Linked DNA regions of Pan troglodytes: region 1 is linked to region 2. A link is a contact called in public HiChIP or PLAC-seq data. All regions are on one chromosome and are shown on one strand. The core of a region is the stretch at or near the end of the contact, and the rest is flanking DNA. Distances in the headings are between cores, read along the strand shown.

Region 1 (2,700 bases), core at 93-2,592, 190 kb before region 2:
GAGGTAACTCCTGTTTATTGTCACTCCCTGAATCAGTCCCCAAGACTCATTGTCCAGGGAAATAATGCTAAAATTTATGGACCAATTACAAATAGTTCACGTGTGCTTTACATATGAAATGTCTACAGCCATGTTTCCCAGGGCCTTTAAAATAAACATTTCCTCATTAAGGAAACTTCACAACAAAAGGGAAGATAAGTATTGTCTGCTGTCTTGTGTTAGAATCTGTACATTTATTACCCCCTTAGCACTCTGGCTCCTGTCATGTGCATTTCCTGATGGTCCTCTTCAGGCTGCCCCTGTGCCCAGATTCCTGCCTGTGTGAGACAGTCTTTGGCCAGCCTGCCAGCCTATCCACTCAGCCCAGATTGGAGTTGGCGAAGTATACATGCTCACCACAGGACTGAGAGGGCCCAGAACTGCCCGCGTGGAGCGGCGACTGGCCCTGTCTTCTGGCTTACCCCAGGGATGGACCCTGGGACTGACCATAAGTGGCTTGGCTTTGCCCTCTTTCCTTGACCTTCACTGTGGTCGGGCAGAGTCACAGGTAGGCAGGAAACCTGATGGCTCACAGCAGCTCCTGGATGTTCTGCTTTGCTCTCATCTTTGATGTACTTGAACAGCCATTCTTGGGTCCCAAAAGCCCTGAGTAGGAGATGGTATTTTGTACTCTGTGTCTTTATATAAAGGCATGTATCATTGAAGACCCTGTGTTCTAACAATCAAATCAGCTGAGCCCACCTAGGCCAAAGGCAGCCTGGAATGGGGAGGGCTGGGGTGACGGGGGATACTTTCCAAGGGCTCTGGGACTGGGGTGGGCAGGGACTCTACACTGGGCTTTTAGGAGAGTTGTTCTTGCTAGGGAGAATGTTTGGGGCATGCCAGGTGGCCAGGCTGCACCTCTGGGTTGCAGCTGGGACAGATGACCACTGGGAAAGGGTCAGCAAATCGCCAGAAGACCTGGGTCAGATGCTTCCCTCTGTCCTGACTGCCCAGACCTAGCCTGACTCTCCCTCAGCTGCTCCCGGGTTCTCCCCTACTCCCCGGGGGCAAGAACTCCTGTGATGTGTGTGGTTGTTTCTGGTTATTCACTCCCAACACAGCCATGGAGACTCTTTTTCATGCTGCTGGGTTTAATTGTCTTGTTGGGATAAAGAAATGTTTGCACAGCTAAAGTGGGGCCAGGCTGGACGGGAGCAGTCCCTGATGGCTGCAGAGCCATCTGGCCTGGCTTGGCTTGGCTCGGCGCGCCGCTCGCCCGGCGGCTGGGCTCGCTGTAGTTGTGCTCCCGCTCTTCCCCTGCCCTCGCTCCACGCCGCGCCGCTCTGTGCGGCGGCTGCCTCCTCTTACGGCCGGAATGCCTAATCACCATGGTGAGAAAACGGACACCGCAGCCGTCCTCCCTCCTCGCCCCGCGCCCTCCCTCCCATCAATTGTCATGCAGAAGTGATCCGGGCTGCCGTTTTCTCGCGGCCGCCCGCCAGCCCCTCGCCGCTGCCGGCAGAAGGGTGGCTGGTAATTGATCGTCTGGGGGAGGGGGCGCGGAGAGGCGCGAGAACTGGCCCCGGGGAGGCCAGGCCACGGGGTGGGCCCCGTTCGCTTACTTGCAAGGGACTCCCAGCCTCCGCCACCGAGGCGGCTTGCAAGTGGTTTCAGAAATGTTGGTGATCTCGCCGTCGCTCTGCAGCACTTGGAGGCCGCAGGAGGACTCCGCGCGCCGCCTCGAGGGCCGGGAGCGCCCAGCCCGCGGCCGCACACACGAGGGCCCGTCGCGCCCCCCGCCCTGCCCCGCCTCGCCCTCCACGTCCCTGCGCCCCCCAAGTCGCACTAAGAACCCAGTCCCCGATCGGTTTCCTCTACGCCGTCTGAGCAGAAGAGAGTGGGAACCGGGGTGAGGGATAAGGGGGGGCGCCCACGCGACGTCGGGGTGCATGGGAGCGCGCGGGAGGCGCTAGTGGGTGCACGGGGCGTGAGGGGGACACAGCGCGGGCGTGGGGATGGCCACTGCGCGGGGAGGGTTCTGCCTGGAGAAGGAGGGATGGGAGGAGGTTGGGGGAGCAGGGCGCGTGGAGGAGGGAGGTTGGACGTGTGTACAGCGCCTGGGGACCTTGCTGGCCCCTTGGTGCCCCCAGGACTCTGAGGCTTCTCCTTTCGGCTTGAAATGTTTTTCCCTTCCTGCTTTTCAAATCTGTAAAAATGTTCCGGGGAATGTTTCCCAAGTCCAGGGCTCCGTCCTTCGGCGGGATTGCTGGCATTCGGGCAAGGCGAGTCGCGGTGGCCTCTGAGGCTCGCAGCCAGCACAGCGGGGCTCGTTAAAGTCTGGGCAATTTCTGGAACTCTTCCCACGGGAAGTTTTCCGGGGCTGCCTTCCGGTCAGCGGCCCCAGGTTGATTATTTGGTGGCCCTTTTTTGTTTGAAAACAAAAAAAACACACACACACATTGTATCCAAATAACAAAAGTTGCTGTCCCTCCCCACCCCCTTTCCTCATTAGGCAGGGAAGAGGAAACTGAAAAATAGAATTATATTTTTATATTGGTTTTCTTATTTTTAACCCTTATTAACTACATCCATCTGGTTAATAAATATTGGCACACATTGAAATGTATTCTTTGTAAATAATTCAGATTTGGAGTGACAACATATTTAATGGAGTTATATTTTTATAATAGTTTTTCTTATTTTTAACTCTTATTAACC
Region 2 (2,700 bases), core at 78-2,577:
AACAGGGAGGTGAGAGTAGATCCACAAGCTGAGGAAATTCATGCCTAAGGACTAAATTTCAGAGTGAAGGAGGAAGCAAGGCCACCTAGCAGAGAGAGGGGGACAGGAGATGGCGAGGCGGCTCAAGATAGTAAAATATTATTGAATTGTCTCTGTGGGAAAGAGGAGACGGAGCTGACCAAGAGCATGCAAAAGGATTGTTTAGTGGTGCTGAGATTGGAAACTGTGAATTTTTATTGGCACATATCTGCATGGTTTTGTGATTTTCCCCAGCTGTGCTTAGCCGCCTGAGTGTCTGAGACAAAAAGGAGAATAGTTGGGTTGTGGAGAAGGCAAAGGAAGTAAGAAGTTGAGTGTGTTGGCAAGATGGTGTTGAAGGTGCACAAGGGACCCAGGCTAGCATCCATGAGTACGTGGTGGCTTGGGAGTTGGGAGAAGGGAAGAGGGAGGAGCAAGTTTAATGGGTACAAGTCTTTGAGAGGGCTTGGGGGAGAAGGAGTTCCATCACGGGTTCTACTTAGGTTGATGACAAGGATCTCCAGGAGGAAGTCAAGTACAGGAAAAAAAATAATAGGAGCTGAGGAGGTCAGGACAGTGATGGGCTTCGGGGAGAGCGGCAAGTGTGAAAGTCCTGGGTGAGTGTAGAGAATGGTAGGTAACTGACAAGGTGGGCTGTAGCATGGTACTTGACCTCAAAGAGTCCAGAGGGTGGAGAAGCAATGAGCTGGAAGACACTGAGTCCACCGCCTGGCCTGAGGAGCATGGAGTTGGGAGAATAAACAGCCTGCAGTGGAGAGGACAGCAACTGAGTGGCAGCATCTCCAGGTTCCGGGGAAAGTGAGCAGAGAGAGTAAAGGGAGTATCTAGAGACTGCGGATGGAGAGGAGTTTATTGGCATGGTCCTCTGTCCCAGAGGTCATGCTGGGAAGGTAGTGGAGAGATATCAGTCGGAGCTACCTCCACCACTACCCTCTGTCCACTGCATCCCTCCCAGAACTGCCTGCATCTCTAGCCTGCCTTCCCCAACTTGATGTCTCTCCTCCTTCACTGACTCCCGACTCCACCCCACACACACATACCGCTCATCTCATCCATCCATCCATTCCTCTTCTTCCCACACTCCTCCTTAGTTCTCTCCTCTCCAGACCCTTCCCCTGCCCTGCCCCACCCCATCCGGCCTGAGTGAGCAGGAACCCCTGCACCTTCATTTCTCAGGTCACTGCTTGGCTAATGGGCTATTAATTTGCTCAATCGTCCCCTGTGAGGCAAACTCAATTTCTGCCAGCCAGTCGTCCCTCCCTGTCGACAGTGTGATTGATTGGAGGAACAGCTGTCACCGCCCGGCTGCCTGCTCCCTGCCTCCTCTCCGAGTCCACACCACCCCTCCTCCTCCTCCTCCGGCCGCCACCCTGCGCCCATAGAGGCAGCACACCCCTGCCACCTGCCCAAGGATCTGTCGCCAGCAATGAAAAATGACAGAAATATTTAAGGACAAATAAGGTTTCCCAACGCAATTGAAAATGATTACAGGCAGCTACAGATGGGGCCAATCTGATGCGCAGCAGCAAATCAAATCGAATTTCCTTATCGGCGTATTATTTTAGGCGTTATCTGGCACGTTGATGCAGTTATCAATTCAATTTCAGCCGCCGGTCCGCTGTTTACTGTCTCGCCTTTGCTGGGAAAAGGTAAACATGCTCAGCCCAGCAAATTAATTTCTGGCTGAAGCCAGAGGCTGCAAAGAACTGCTACCCAGGACCCACTGCCCCCACCTTGGCCCCGGGCTACAGTGGGCCAGGCCAGCGGGGCCTGGGGCAGGCCAGAGCTCACCCAGGGAGCAGAAGCCCCACTATTTGCCTGCCCAAGTCTGGCCCCAGACCCAAGCAGGATTCAGAGCTCCTGGGAGGCTGAGGTGACCGTTGTTGGCTCCGCCGCTGCTGCCAGGGAGAGGTGAAGGTCTCCCATTAATTCCCAGCTAAAAATGACAAATTCATCTTGGACGACAATTAAATGAAGTCAGTAATTGATGCTAATTGATCTCCAGATGCAAGGGCTCCCCTCAGCCTTAGCAGCACGTGGCTGGCTGCTCACTCTCCCCACCCAGCCCTTTTCTTCCTCTACCTCCCTCTGCTGCTCTCGTAGTCCTTGTTCCCTCCCTAGGGTTCTGGGTCTCTTAACCCCTCAGGTGTGAGGGAGGCAGCTGGCCTGGGATGTGCTAGCAGGCAGCGCCTGAGGCCAGGCAGCTGGCCCATTGCCCATCCAGCCCTGCAGGCACTTGTAATCAGTGCCCCACGGTCCACCCATCAGCCTAGAAAGCAGGTAACACTGCCCTCCTTGGCAGCTCAGGATTTATTGCCCACAGCTGCGGAGGTTCCCACTTCATTTTTATAAGCCCATCGTCAGAACCAGCAGGGGGTAAAGCACACTTGAAGTTACTTTCCTTTAAACAGTACAGTCTTAGCATTTTGGCTGCATGGCAAGGAAGGCATGAGAGAGAGTGAAGTGTGTGGGCAGGCTAGGGAGAATAGGCAGGTATAGTGATAGGTGCTCAGGTGTTTGTCTAAATGCAAAAAAATACCCACACTGTGTGAGCACCTGTGTGTGCCAGTGCCAGCACAAGCATGTGTGTGTCCAGACACTTGAGAGGATGCATGTGCAGGTCCACATGTGGATATTTTCCAGAATCAGGCCCTTCAATGT

Evidence for each region. HiChIP or PLAC-seq counts read pairs in DNA pulled down with a chosen protein or histone mark.
Region 1: an H3K4me3 HiChIP or PLAC-seq map of stem cell-derived excitatory neurons shows a contact between it and region 2, with 4 times the contacts expected there. The contact joins two enhancer-like sites.

The regions. Positions count from the first base shown.
Region 1 is chr1:186,548,648-186,551,347 of NHGRI_mPanTro3-v2.0_pri, reverse strand. All of the region lies in intron 2 of RNF220 (ring finger protein 220), which reads left to right. Among named protein-coding and RNA genes, the nearest start is that of RNF220, 12 kb to the left of the region's middle. Within about 2 kb of position 1,342, at least 13 of the 24 cell types and tissues checked have an H3K27ac peak or open chromatin away from gene starts, as enhancers often do. A contact at or near this core is called in stem cell-derived excitatory neurons, where this site is marked.
Region 2 is chr1:186,363,423-186,366,122 of NHGRI_mPanTro3-v2.0_pri, reverse strand. The region is part of intron 2 of RNF220 (ring finger protein 220); the gene reads left to right. Among named protein-coding and RNA genes, the nearest start is that of ARMH1, 71 kb to the right of the region's middle. Within about 2 kb of position 1,327, at least 1 of the 24 cell types and tissues checked has an H3K27ac peak or open chromatin away from gene starts, as enhancers often do. A contact at or near this core is called in stem cell-derived excitatory neurons, where this site is marked.